Regions from separate parts of the Sus scrofa genome. Here regions 2 and 3 are each linked to region 1. A link is a contact called in public Hi-C and promoter capture Hi-C data. All regions are on one chromosome and are shown on one strand. Each heading gives the region's core, a stretch centred on a gene start, on an enhancer-like site or on the middle of the called end of the contact. The rest is flanking DNA. Distances are from core to core; before and after follow the strand shown.

Evidence for each region. Promoter capture Hi-C pulls out the DNA fragments that hold promoters and counts their contacts. A called contact is a pair of places that touch in the nucleus more often than the background predicts.
Region 2: a contact with region 1 is called in a promoter capture Hi-C map of fetal liver, with 4 times the contacts expected there. The contact joins the enhancer-like site here to the promoter of POMP in region 1. A contact is called at or near these places in 2 of 5 promoter capture datasets (fetal liver and liver), 4 of 47 Hi-C or Micro-C datasets (fetal liver, fetal skeletal muscle, liver and 1 more) and 2 of 2 datasets of contacts at active chromatin or transcription factors (alveolar macrophages and skeletal muscle).
Region 3: a contact with region 1 is called in a Hi-C map of embryonic fibroblasts, with 2.1 times the contacts expected there. The contact joins the promoter of PAN3 here to the promoter of POMP in region 1. A contact is called at or near these places in 2 of 5 promoter capture datasets (fetal liver and liver), 3 of 47 Hi-C or Micro-C datasets (embryonic fibroblasts, heart right ventricle and liver) and 1 of 2 datasets of contacts at active chromatin or transcription factors (skeletal muscle).

What each region holds. Positions count from the first base shown.
Region 1 is chr11:5,951,566-5,955,887 of Sscrofa11.1, forward strand. It overlaps POMP (a long non-coding RNA gene), which reads left to right and starts at 2,126. Exons shown (of 6, transcript XR_002336632.1): 1 at 2,126-2,228. LOC110255799 (a long non-coding RNA gene) reads right to left here and starts at 2,158. Exons shown (of 4, transcript XR_002336639.1): 1 at 2,084-2,158.
Region 2 is chr11:5,638,800-5,643,345 of Sscrofa11.1, forward strand. FLT1 (vascular endothelial growth factor receptor 1) reads right to left here. Exons shown (of 30, transcript XM_021065525.1): 21 at 1,720-1,876; 22 at 1,190-1,287; 23 at 389-511. Among named protein-coding and RNA genes, the nearest start is that of PAN3, 150 kb to the left of the region's middle. Within about 2 kb of position 2,977, at least 14 of the 83 cell types and tissues checked have an H3K27ac peak or open chromatin away from gene starts, as enhancers often do. A contact at or near this core is called in fetal liver and subcutaneous adipose tissue, where this site is marked.
Region 3 is chr11:5,485,482-5,489,836 of Sscrofa11.1, forward strand. PAN3 (PAB-dependent poly(A)-specific ribonuclease subunit PAN3) reads left to right here and starts at 1,538. Exons shown (of 21, transcript XM_021065522.1): 1 at 1,538-1,629; 2 at 1,780-2,285. The coding sequence starts at 1,856. LOC100515792 (a long non-coding RNA gene) reads right to left here and starts at 1,366. Exons shown (of 3, transcript XR_001299446.2): 1 at 945-1,366; 2 at 473-615.

The DNA.
Region 1 (4,322 bases), core at 876-3,375:
CTTAACCTGCTGAGCCGAAACAGGAACTCCAATTTTTTAAAGCTACTTTAAAATCACATTCTCATCTTGCTTTTGAGCTACTTTCTACCTCTCAACACTTTCTTCCCCCAACCCCTAGATTCTAAGAGAGCAGTTTGGTTTTCCTTCTGCTTCTCTGACCATCTTTTTTGTCTCCAAGGCAGTTCCCCTTCTCCCAGCTGCCTCCTGAATTCCACTAGTTCTCAGGTTCATCCTTCCTTGCCACTGATTCTCAGAGTCTTTCCAATATGCTGAGCTCCGTTCAATCACACCTTTACCATCTCTGCTTCGGACTAGCACAACACTCTAAATGGTACTCTGGTTCCTGGTCTCTCCTGATGCCATAGAGCCCTCATGCTGCCACCAGAATAATTTTTTTTTTTTAAATGTCAAGTGTTTATGACAAGACCTCCGTTATCTGTTTCCTATAAGCAAAAGTCCAAAGCCGCAGCACACCCCACAGGGCCCGGCACTTTAGCCCCAACCGATCCATCCAGTCTCATCTCATTTAGCTCCACCTACCCACAGAATTACAGCCACGTGGAGAGCATCTTCCCGTGTGCCCTTTTGCAAGTCCCTGCCCTCCACGTTTGCTCTTCCTCAAATGCTGTTTTTCCCTATCCCCAACCGCTTCCTGATCCAGCTCCTTTCTCCACTAAGCATTTGCCACACTGCATTTTAAATACCTATTTACATTCCTATTACCCCAGGAAAATAAAAGCATCTCAAGTACAGGAAAATGGCTTTTGCTTCTCTTTAGCTCCAGAATCTCGTACTAAGCAAATGCTCAATAAATTGTTAATGACTGAACTGTGAGTAGCTAACAAACATTAAAAGGACCTTTCTTTAAAGAGTTGTAGTGTAAAATTTTCTCCTTAGCTCGAACTTAGATTAGGTGAAAGGAAAAGATGCAAGTGATACATTCAAGCTCAAACCTCAAGGTGAACACGGTCATTCTGAAGAACAAAGGGAGACATAAGGACAGCAGTGCAGAAGACTCAAAAATCTGCCTTATCCCAGAAGTTCAAGGCTGTCGGACCATGACAGTGGATATGCAGAACACACACAACCTTATCACTTCCCTCTTAAAATCCTTCAGGGGCTTTTTAAAGGTAAAGCCTCCTCCTTAGATCTGGCACACAGGGAATAAATAATTTGCTTCCGTCTACGAAGCCTCATGTCACATTACTCTCCACCTCACTCTCTGAACTTGAGCCACATTGGCCTTTTATCCCACGCCGCATTTTGCGCAAGCAAACCTGCCAGCAATGTTTTTTCAACTACTCTCCCAAGTTCACCCTTACACCTGGCTGTCAGCCCAAGGACTCCTTAAGTTATCTCCAGATAGTGACATGGTGTCATCTCATGGTGACAGAGCGTGAGTCTCTTATCACGTATTATTTGGAAGACCATACAGTATAGTGTTATGACTGTAACTATAATGATCACATGACCTCGGGCATCTTAAACTCCTTTTACGTCTTGCTTTCTGCACCTATGCAACCGAGGGAATTGTAGTACCCACTTCATAAGATTCCTGAAAGGATCAAAGACCGTAGTTCATGTACAGCATTTGGAACTGTTACTATATATAGTAAGAGCCCCCAAAGGTCAGTCATAACCATACTGCTTTCTTAGCTGTCACCCTCCGCACCCCCAACAGTTCCTTTACTCCTGTAGCCCAGGAACCCCATCAGCCTGGCTGCTTTCTGCATTCTCAGCCTCAGCACTGGGTCCTGAACACAGCTGGCCTTTGATACATGATTTTAAAAAATTAAAAAACTGGGCAAAGCCTTGGGTTCCCCGTTTGTCTGTCTAGCTCAATCCCCCTAGGCCTCGTTTACCCTTATGAAAAACGTAATCTCTACCACAAAGAGATTCGGTAGTAACAGGGCGAAGCACTTCGCCAGGCGCATGGCCCATCTCCAAACTCCGCAAAGCGAACAGCGCGGCGGCCCTCGTCCCTCGCCCGCCGCCCCCTCCAGCCCACGCCCTTACTGCGCCCTTGGCCCCCGGTCCCTCGGGACCACAGGCGTGGGAGCCCCGGCCCCGCGCGGCTCCCTACCGGCGCCCCGCGCCCTATTTCCTTCCTCGCCCGGACGGACGCACTTCCGGCGGATGTGGGGGGGCAACCCCGGAAACGGAAGTGAGCGGCGGGGCCGGCTGACGGTAACGGGTTGAGAGGCTGTGAGAAGAGCGAGTCGAAGATGGTGAGTGAGACCCCGGACGACCCCAGTGGCCGGCGGGCTCGGGTCTGTGGCTGCAAGGGCAGGCCGCCGTCTCCCAGCCCGTCCCCCGGTGGTAGCGGCGGCGGGAGGAGGAGGCCGGCCTCGGGCGCCATGATCTGTCGAGTCACGGGGTCGGGGGTTCGTGGCCGAGGTCTGGGCCGGGCTCCGGCGCTGCCCGTGAGCGGCGACTTGGCTTCATCCTCTCCCCCCTCCTCTCCTCTCTCGCATCCCCAAGCCCCCCCGCCCCAGCCTGGCCCCTTCCCGTACTTGGCGCCAAGCCGGAAAGGACTGTCCGAAAGGGCAAGGCCTGGGGTGCGGAGCTGCCGGGTACCCCTCCCCCGAGGGGGGACCCTTTGGGAGCCGAGTTCTCAGACTCCTCACCCACCCCCGACCCTCGGAACTGCCTTGACAGCAAACCCACAACTGTACGTCGTCTTTCCATCACTCAGCGTAACTCTGCAGACATTTCTGGAAGCTTGTAGTAAGCCAGATGTTGGGGAAAAAACTAGATAGCTGCCGCCCCCTGTTTGTCAATATTATTAGTGGATCTCCTCCTCTCCCGCTCCTTCTCTTCTCTTCTTAACTTTTAAGTTACGATATTTAGGAGAGATTCCTGATCTTTGTCCGTGACTCTGATGCCAATATTGCTGCTGGATCCTCCAAATCTAGAAAGTTTCTTTTGGTAAATACCGCCGATCTAGAGGTTTTATAAAGACTCAGAAGTTTTATAAAATAAAAGAGGTTCTATTTAACTAGTGTTGCATAACGTTTCATAGATTCGTTTTTCTCCACTACTTTATTAGAAACGTGTACTAATGCTGATTACAGAAAAGAATTAGGAAAGTGATTACACTGGAACTCAGAGATCAGAATTCACCTTTTGTGTGTGTGCAAAAGAAACGTTCCCTCTGTGGTATGATAAAGCAGCCTGGGAGGAGGAGAACGTTGGCGTAGAAAGTAAGAGGAGGTGTGTTTGGAACAATAGGACCCTACAAGTCAAGTCCTGGAAGGAGTTCAGAAACCTGGAAGGATGAGTGAGCAGGACCAGAGAGGGTCTTTGCCTTCATCACAGGCACATGTTAGGTTAGTGACAATCCACACTCGATTTGAGCTGCTTTTCCTAGTTAATCATGACTTCTCTGTCGGGGAGTTGAAACCTGTTGTGCAGGTCTTGAGTTCTAGGTGTAATCACCAAAAGGCTTGTTTGCTTGTTTTTTAACAGCTTTGGTGGGGGAGATTGCACATCAGGCAAACCATACTTTGCAGAATTGGAAAATGGAAGAGGCTAGAGGCAGCACGTCCCAGTAGAGTGCTGTTGACGTTATCCAGGTGTGAGAGCCTGGACTAGGCGATAGATTGAAGAAACCCTGGACAGTTTAAAGTACCTGACCTAATAAAATAGATAAATGAAGTGAAAAGCCAATTTAAAAAGTTGGTTTTGGAGTTCCCATTGTGGCTCAGTGGTTAATGAATCCGACTAGGAACCGTGAGGTTGCAGGTTTGATCCCTGGCCTTGCTCAGTGGGTTAAGGATCCGGTGTTGCCATGAGCTGTGGTGTAGGTCGCAGACACGACTCGGATCCTGCATTGCTGAGGCTCTGGCATAGGCTGGCAGCTACAGCTCCAGTTGGACCCCTAGCCTGGGAACCTCCATATGCCGCGGGAGTGGCCCAAGAAAAGGCAAAAAGATGGGGGGGGGGAGTTGGTTTCTCCGAATAGCTTCTCATAGAGGAGTATAAGACTGGATACCAAACCACCTGTAGCTGTTTTACGTTTTTTTCTGCAGATTTGCAGAAAATTCTGTAAATTCTGCAGAATTTACCTTTTCTGCAGAATACAGCATCTGTAAGGATGTTACATTTCAGCAACAAGTGATGTAATACTCAGTATAAATGAGTAGGGTGCCAGTACACCAGTACCAAATGTATACTGTGAGTCTTTGTTTTTGTTTGTTTTTATTTACAGCATCCTAATTAGATATATTTATTTTTCATAGATAGTACCCTCTTATGAGAATCAAACACTTAATGAAATCCATTTTTTTCCTCTTAGCTTCTATGACTACTCTCTTCTAGCT
Region 2 (4,546 bases), core at 1,727-4,226, 310 kb before region 1:
CCTGGGATGTGCGCACCTGCTGAGTCCTTCATCCTGGCTCCTCTGAGGGAGGAGTCCAGGCTGTACTTTCCAGAGGCCCAGGGACCCTCCCACTGGGTCAAGGAGGGGTGGTGTGGTCCCCCCGCCGTCCCCACCCCTGGGCCCAGTGAATGGCACTCAGGTGCCCAAAGGAGGAGAACCCAGCCAGGTACAGGCCAAGGACAGAATGAGGGCACAGTGGCCTCTCCGAGCCCCTGCGAGGGCTCGCTGGTCCACAGTCCACCCGGATGGCACAGGGCCGCTTCCAGGGACCGCTGCCGAGGAAGCGTGAACACTGACCAAGGGCTCTGGCCTGTGGTTGAGAAATGAGGGGGCGTAAATGAGTCCAGGAAACTTCAAGGTGACTTACATCTCCTTTTCTCACGTAGTCGGGGTTCTTATAAATATCCCGGGCGAGGCCAAAATCGCAAATCTTCACCACGTTGTTCTCAGACAAGAGTATGTTTCGTGCCGCCAGGTCCCGATGAATGCACTGCGACAGAACAGGTGCAAGGTCAGTGCTTTTCCTTCATCTCATCGGCTACGCTCCCGAGTCTTCTCAGGGCCACCCTTCCTAACTCGGGGATCCGCTTCACACGCTGCCCTTACCCGAAGGCCCCCCGAGGCCCAGGACCACAAACATGAGGCGCTTCTCTACAAACACAGAGGCCCCAAGTCAAGAAAAGCTGAGTCCTCTGTGCTGCTGTCTGCAGGGCAGCGTCCTGGAAAATAAAGCTGGCAATCCAGTTCTCCCAGTGAGCAGACGCCCCCTTTCATCCCAAGCCCCTGAGGTCAGATCGCCATCCAGCTGCGTTTCCTGGGAGGACCCCACTTGGATGTATGTTAATAGACCTTCTTAGGTGGAGCGTGTCCTCTGAGCGCCTGCCTGGTTTTGAAAACGGGCCAGCTTGATCTACTCTGAAACCCGGCGAGCCTTTCCCCTGGAACTGACTTCTACCCACTGGTACCCAAGACTCGCGGTTCTCCAAGCTCCTCCCGCATATCAGGACCGCTCAAGGCTTGTGCTGTGACGGGCACTGCACGGTGAAGGACAGAAGGATAAGCGAGTACCAGCACAAGTGGATTTAGAGCAAAGGCGTGTGTCTGTCTGTGTGAAGAGCCGCACGTCCAGGCCTGGCCAAGGACCAAGCCAGTCAAGAGGGAGGCTGACCTTTCTGGAGGACAAAAACTCCATGCCTCTGGCCACTTGAAAGCTGTAAGAAATCAGATCTTCCATTGTGATGGGCTGCTTGTAGAAATCATCGGAATCTGCAAAGCATGAAAACCGTCACTGTCTGTAATGGCGCTTGTTATTCCGCCAAATCCCAGTTTACTGGAGCAACGTAGCAAAACATGAAACAAACCAACAAGTAGATCGGAGTTCATTTTCAACAGCGTGTACGTTTCAGCATGAGTATCAGAGATTTTTCCGGGACTGGAGCCCATTTTGCCCAAGCACGGGGGTGCCGGGGGTGGGGGATCTGTTAGGACCAAGAGGCCTGAGGGAGACATCGTACGGCTCCCTGTCAAAATTAGTAACTCTGTAAATGATCTAAATTCAAATCTCATCTCCCCAGGACACCACCCTTCGAGTCTCCCACGGATGTTTATTAGGGTGATAAATACGAAAAAAATTTCAGAGCTGCACAGTATGCTGTAAAAATAGCCCAGCCTGTAGGACAGGAAGGAATTAATACTCACCCTCCTCTTCCTCGGCATCGCTCAGACTTTTATCTTCCTGAAACCCGGAGCTCGCGAAGCTCTCGCTGCTGGTGACACTGTCTAGTCTCTGTTTCTTGCCCGGCTCCGGGTCTGGCTCCATTTTTTCTTTCTTAGGCTCCACGTGTAAAGCTGCATCCTTTGAACAGACCAAGAAGGACACAGATGAAAGGGACAGAACAGCAAGGGGAAACCAGAAACAGGTCCCTCCAGCCAGCCATCACCCGAGTGGGAAAATGTTATCCGACAAAACGAACAGTAAATTTGTAGCAAGGGCCCTGGGGTGGCCAGGAGCCTGGATGCCCCTGGGTGGTGGGGTCCATCTGCTCTGCCTGGGCTTCCAGATGGCATCTTAGGTAGAATAAAGGTATCGTCTAGGCAGCTGGTATTTACGAGCGCGCGCTCTGTGTGAGCCAGTACGCTGAGAACCCTAGGTCCGTTTTCTCACTTAATCTCAACAGTTTTATGAAGTAGTTCTTATAATACATGAGGAAATACATTCAGAGAAGTCAATCACAGTCACATGCAGCTAGCAAGTGGCAAAGCCTGAACCCAGGCTTGGCCACCTCCAGCCTATGCCCTCAAAGCACTTTCCATACCATGCACACGTTGGGAAAGATGCTCTGGAAGGACAGAGCAGGATCCCCAGTTAAGTGAGGGCCTCACTCTGTCACCCCATGAGGAGCAGTAAGAGAAGGCTGCCGCTACCACCTTCCCTGGCTTCCCTGGAGAAGGAAGGGACACGGACACTTTATTTTCTCCCCCCCATTCAAAACAGAGATACAGTTCGACCCTAACAAAGGCGGAAAAGGCCTTTCCTCCTGGATGGGGCATCTAAGCCTTTGCATGTGTCTGGCTCTGTCATTTGGCCATGGGATCTTGAGCAAACCGCCCGATTTTTCTGGGTTTCATTTTCCTCATCTGAGAAGCTCTGTCAGCCTCTTGTGTTTTGACTCACAGGAAGGCAGCTGTTGATTCTGGGCGGGACCAGAAAGGAGTTTGAGCACCTGCAGTTATTCATCTAATCACTGTGACACTAGAAACGGCACTCCCAGTGACTTCATGATTCGACCACGGACCTGGCTCAGTTCTGCCAGATGGCAATTCCAAACAAGGGCCAAGAGAGACTGGGGTTCAGGGATGTCTCTTGATCCACCTGCATGGCGTGGCAGGGCTGGGATTCGCCCGGCTCCCCACCTGTCCCAGGCTTTTCCCTACAGGAGTCACGGAGCAAAGTGATCCCTCCACTAGAGGGCGCAGTGGGAGCAAGCAGAGGCCAGAGAAGGGGAGCTGTGGCTCCGTAAGCCTGGGGGTGTGGGGGGTCCCAGGCTCCTGACGCCAACAGAGACCTTTTCCTCCAGCACCAGGGGAGTCAGACCTCAGGGTGAACACCCACTGCCCCCTAGGTCGCCACCCGAGAGTGGATACAACTCTTGGTTATTGTATCTGCCTGAGGCAGAGTGATTTAATTCTGCTCAGCTTGGAACTGAGACCCCTCCCAGGACAGAGACCCTTCTTCCCAGGACAGGGGAAGGGAGATGGCAGAGGTACTGGGTGGAAAGTTCTCGACTCCTTGGCCTGACGCGAAGGACCATAATTCAGACTCCCTTCGCCCTCTTCCCGACTCCCAATCAATGGTTTATTTAGCTTTGCTCACTGGTAACCGTTTCTGGTAAATAAAAGTTGATTTACTGCACTTTTGGGACCCTGACAAATAGAGTGAATTTACGACAAGTAACATTTAAAGATCCTAGTGAACGTATTTGGAAAAGGAAACATCTCATTTCTCCTGAGCCTTGTGGTTTTTTTCCTTCACCTTCTCATTATATTCCTTTAGGTTCCAAATATGAAATGCAGGCCATGTGTTTTCCGCAAAAACACGCAGCTCCACCAGCAGGGAGGCACATCATTAAATATAGCCAGAGAAGGACGCAGGCTTTTCCAAACAAAGGACGCACCACCCCAAGCGCTCCACCCGGCGGGCTCCCTGGGGAGTTCTGCTGGCTGAGTTCTTCCTGAGGCCAGCCCAGGACCGAAGAGGACGTGCGCCGCCCTCAGCCCAGGGCCCCCCTTCCACTTGCTCTTACTCCCCCCGCCCCTCGCTCCCTAGCCAGTGTCGTGCAGGAGTCAGAGAAGAGGGGTCTTTCCTCTCGGCTTCACCTCTGGCTTGGGGTGTGTGTCCTCAAGCCAGTTACCTGACTTTTCTGGGCTCGTCTATAACGTGAGGGTGGGTGTGAGCCAGCTGACCACAGTGATCCCGTTCAGCTTCAAGATTCTCGTGGTTGGGGGTCATAGCTGAAAACTCGGGGAAATAGCTTCTTGCATGTATGTTGCCGGTCACCTGTGTTCTGGGTTGGAGCCGAGTCTGATGAGACGAGGGGCCAGCTGTCAGGGGTTCTTATTTGTGTGCCACGTGAGAGAAAGGGACATCGTGCTTGGATGTCGTACATTCTGTCCATCGTACAGTTGATCTAGATCGGTGGCAATAAGCTGGCCGCACCCAGTCTTTCTATCTCAGTGGGTCCATCAGGATGACTGCTGATATTTACTGAATGATTGGTGGAATTTGATTAAACAGGTCCTTGAGTTGGAGTCTGTTATCTCCATTTAATACATGAGGAAGCGGAAACTTAGAGAGACTGAGTAACCTGCCCAAGGTCCCAGATTCCATGAGTGGTTAGAGACAGGATTTAGACCCAGGAGGTCGGTTCCGGAGTCTGAGTGGATAAGCACCATACTACGTGGATTCATCACCTCCGCTGCTGACGATAGGTTAATGCCCCGTCATTGTCTCCTGAGCTTCTCCAGT
Region 3 (4,355 bases), core at 288-2,787, 470 kb before region 1:
ACTAGGAGCAGCAAGACTACCAACAGCAACACAACCTACTGAATTCGTCCTAAGCAAAGGACACTATATACATTATTAGTTTACGCTTTACAAAGGAGGCACTTTTCTTACCTGGCTTACAGACAAGCAACAGAGAAGTGAAGCTACTTATCCAGAGTAACACAGCCCTGGGTTACAAACTGCTATCTGAATTCAACGCGAATGTTCTCAGCTCCTGCTGTTAAGGTATCACCGGGAAGTGTGACATCTTTTTTTTTCATCCTCTAAGAGCCAGTGTGTTAAGGCTACCACATTAGACAGCGGTTTGTAATAGCCCGGGGAACCCTAGGCCTCCCCAACCAGAGGTAAATGAATTCGGACAAGACTGCATCTTTATTTCTGCTTCCTTAGCTCCTAGCACGCGAAATGGGCATTAAAGACATAATACAGTATTATTATTTCGAGTTAGTCTAAGGAATATCACCAGGCTTACCCGTTTGTGGTCTATGGAATCCATTTTCCCCCCTTTCTGCAGTACACTCGCTTCTATCCGTTGTTCTGTGACCGCTTCTGCTTGCCACAATTCCTCAAACACTGCCAACAAACATGCCCCTTCCAACTGCCTCCTGAGAAGACCTTTCAGGGAGAGGAAAAACTAAAATGTTAAAACGATGTTCCCTTCAAAGCAAGTCTTTAAAATTCCCGAAAACTTCCCCCCCCCAAATATAGCAGAGCAGAACACTAGAGATCGCTGACGGAACAATTATCTTTTAAAAATGAATTTAAAATCAGGACTAGGCTGGTTGGGGGTAAGAAACCTAGCGCAGTTATAAATGAAACCTTCTGGTGCTGCCTAGGCAGCGCTGTCCCCAGGTGGCGTCTTACTTTTCATAATATTTTACCAAAGGCTTTCAGTAACATAAATAGAGAAAACAGGTGCTGCACTCAGCTGGGGGTTTGTCTACCTCAACCCTCTTTGGTTCGGGTTTTGGATGAAAGGCCCAGGAGTTCAGGCAATCAGTCCTGTAGTTCTCATCACCCTCGGCGGGAAGGAAGAGGAGGAGGGTGGCGAAAAAACGAGGGCGCGGAAGTGTGGCAAACAGACGCGGCTATTCTTCAAACAGAGCGGGGGCTTGGGCTCCGTCCCCAGGTGCGGCCCCTCGAAATGACCGCTCACGTTCCGCGCATTTCGTCTTCGCAATGAAAAAATGACGTCTGGGTTACAAGAAAGAGGACATGCAGAAAGGGAAAGCATTCGCGCCGGGAGGACTCCGCCGGCCGCCCGGCGTCGGGGAGCGCCGCCACCGACCGCCCATCCCACGGCAGCCCGCCCGCGGTGCCCCGGGGGCCGGACGCCCGGCTAGGCTTCCCCTCGCGCTCCCGCTACCCACAAGCCCCCGCGCCTGGGCGCGCAGGCGCAGCGGCGACGGCCGTCTCAGGAAGAGGAAAATGGAATAAACAACTCGGAGGAACTAGAGCGCGAGGGAGCGAGTGGAGGCAGAATTTAAAAATAAACCGGCCCCTCCGCCCTCCCCGCCCGTTCGCCGCCGCCGCTCCCCTACCCCAGCCCGCGCCCTCGAAGTCCCCGTCTGGGCCCGCGCGCCCACCCCGTCGTCCCGCGCGGCCCCTTTAAGAAAAGAGAACGAGAGAGTGAGTGAGAGAGAATCCCAACTCTCCCCCTCCCTCCCCTCCTTCCTACCCCCTCCTCCCTCCCCCCTCCCCTCCCCCCTCTCCCCGGGCGGCTCCGGCTCCCGCAGCGGGACGGACCCACCCGCTCAGGCTTTTCTCCGGCACCGGCAGCGTCTCCCTTCCCTCCCCGGTCTATGGTGGCGGCGGCTCCTCGGGCGGCAGCGGAAGACGAGGCTGCGGCGTTGCCATGAACAGTGGCGGCGGCCTCCCGCCCCCCTCGGCCGCCGCCTCCTCTTCCTCCTCCTCGCTGGCGGCGGCAGTGGCGGTGGTGGCCCCGCCGGGGGTCGGAGGTGTCCCCGGCGGGGCGGCGGCGGGAGTGAAGCTCAAGTACTGCCGCTACTACGCCAAGGATAAGACGTGCTTCTACGGGGAGGAGTGTCAGTTCCTGCATGAGGACCCGGCCGCCGGAGCTGCCCCGGGCCTCGGCCTCCATAGCAACAGCGTCCCCCTGGCTCTGGCGGGCGCGCCCGGGGCCGGCTTTCCGCCTGGAGCGGTCCCGGGCGGGGGAGCCGGGCCGCCCCCCGGGCCCAAGAAGCCGGACCTGGGGGGCCCGGGGGCAGGAGCGGCGGTCGGCGGCGGAGGCGGCAGCGGGGTCCTCGACGGACCGCGGCTGGCAAGTGAGTGGGGTCCGGACTGGGAGGGCGGCCTCGGCCTCGGGGAGGGAAGGCCTGGGGCCGGATGGGGCCCTGCGACCGAGCCCGGCCCGCAGGTCTGCCCCTCCGCCTGCCCCGGCGGTCTGAGAGGCCTAGGCCAGGCCTGAGCCTCCTTCCGTCTTCCTGCTTCCCCTCCCCATGGCCTTCGGCGAGCCCGGGAGCGAGGGGAGGCCGGCTTCCCGGTAACGTGGGTGGTGGACTGGGGTGGTGGGAGTGGGGGCGGGGAGGCAGGGGATGGGCTGTGGCGTGCGGGGTGCGAGAAAGGGGGTGTCGTTTCCGGGGGGTGTGGAAAGGGGCTGGGTTTGCAGGCACATGTGTTTTGCGTGCCCGAGTGGAGTGAAGTCGGCGGAGGGTTGCGGCTCCCTGGTGGGTGTGTGTGGCTTGGGGCGGGAGGGGAGGGCGGGCGTTGGGGCTTCCTGGCGGCGGTGGAAACGACGGGAAAAGTTTGTGGAAGGCTTCTGGGAGAAAGGTTTCCCAGGCAGGAAATGCTTTCTAAGGATTAGGAGAGACCCGACGGCAGCTTCTCTAGGGTGCTTAGTTAGAGAGGAGGAACTTCGCAGGACTTGGCTCGCAACCTCGGTTTCCCGCGAGCTGGAAGAAGTTTGCCGGGTGTCTGTAGGGATCTGTCTCCTACTACTTTGTATCAAGCGAACTCAGCGTGGAGCCTCGCAAGCGTGTCCTGTGCAGCGCCCATTTGTGTGCGGCTCTGAACTTGAATTCGGCTATCTTAGGACTGTGGGTTTTTTACTTGTTTGCTTGCAACTTTTTAGCTGCTAGTGAGTGGAGTTTACAGTGATAATAAGTGTTAAGTGTAATCTGTTTTAACGTTGTTTTAATGCTGCGCTTAAGGACAAAGTAGAGGTGTCAGGTTTTGCTTTTTTTGTTAGAGTTTCTTGAGCCCTTCTAAAATGGGCAAGTCTTAGGAATTCCAAACAGCTTTTAGATGAAATCATTTGATAGGCAGCTTAACTTGGACGTCAGAACATTTTTTGTCTTTTTAAACTGTAAATGCACTTGATGCTTGGTCACTTAATTGCTTTATGATGACTCTTAATTGTCTTCCCAGAGATCTGTGTTTTTTTTGGTTTTTTTTTTTTTTGGCTTTTTTTAAAGACGGACTTTAGTGCAGATAGAGTGGGTGAGGGTGATATACTAAGAAGATTAATTTGTAACTTAATGTGTTGTCAAAATGGTTACTTTATTAATGGAATGTTATCACTTTGGAGCAGCAACTTTGCATCTTCAAGGTAAACTTGCCAGATGTCTTGAGTTGTGGGTCAGATTAACTCAAGAATTGTTTGATTAGTAAACAGACTCAACAGTAGTTTTGTTATCTACAGGAAGAGAGGCACTTTCAGAAATGCATGTATTTGATTTAATAGGTGATATTTCTAGGATTTTCTAATACACCGAGGTAGTAGATTTGGGACATGAAAGCTAGGACAGGTGAAGATGGGAAATGGAGGAGAAACGTTCGCAGTTATTCAAAGGCAGGGATCGTTTCCTATCTCAGAAGAGGACAGCGATTGGGGTATGGGGTCTTGAGAGGACTGGCAGTTAGCGCTAAGAAAAGAAGGAGTTTTAAAATTAACATTTAGTCGTTTAACAGTTGTTAGAGTAAGTAGCTGCTTGTGTCTGTAGTGGGGTTTTGTAGGGCTTGCTTTAACTTGACTGGTAACTCTCAGTAGAACAGGCTGTGACTCCTTAATGGTTGAGGTTAAATTGCCTCATATCAGTGACTGCCAAGTCAAGGTGGTGATACAATGGCTGCTTTGAATTTTTATACTTTATTTTTAAATTTTCAGTCTACTTTCTACATTTTACAGTACTTTTGTACTGTATCTTTTGGAACTGACCTGATTTGTTAATTAAATGTATGAGGCAATTAAAATAGACAACATACCCTAAGAGCTATTGCTATTAGGAGAAATTTAAATTTTGTTAGTTGCTGACCTGATCATGTAGCATCACTGAGACTTTTTTTTTTTGCTTTTATTTAGTGCTGCATCTGCAGTGTATGGAGGTTCCTGGGCT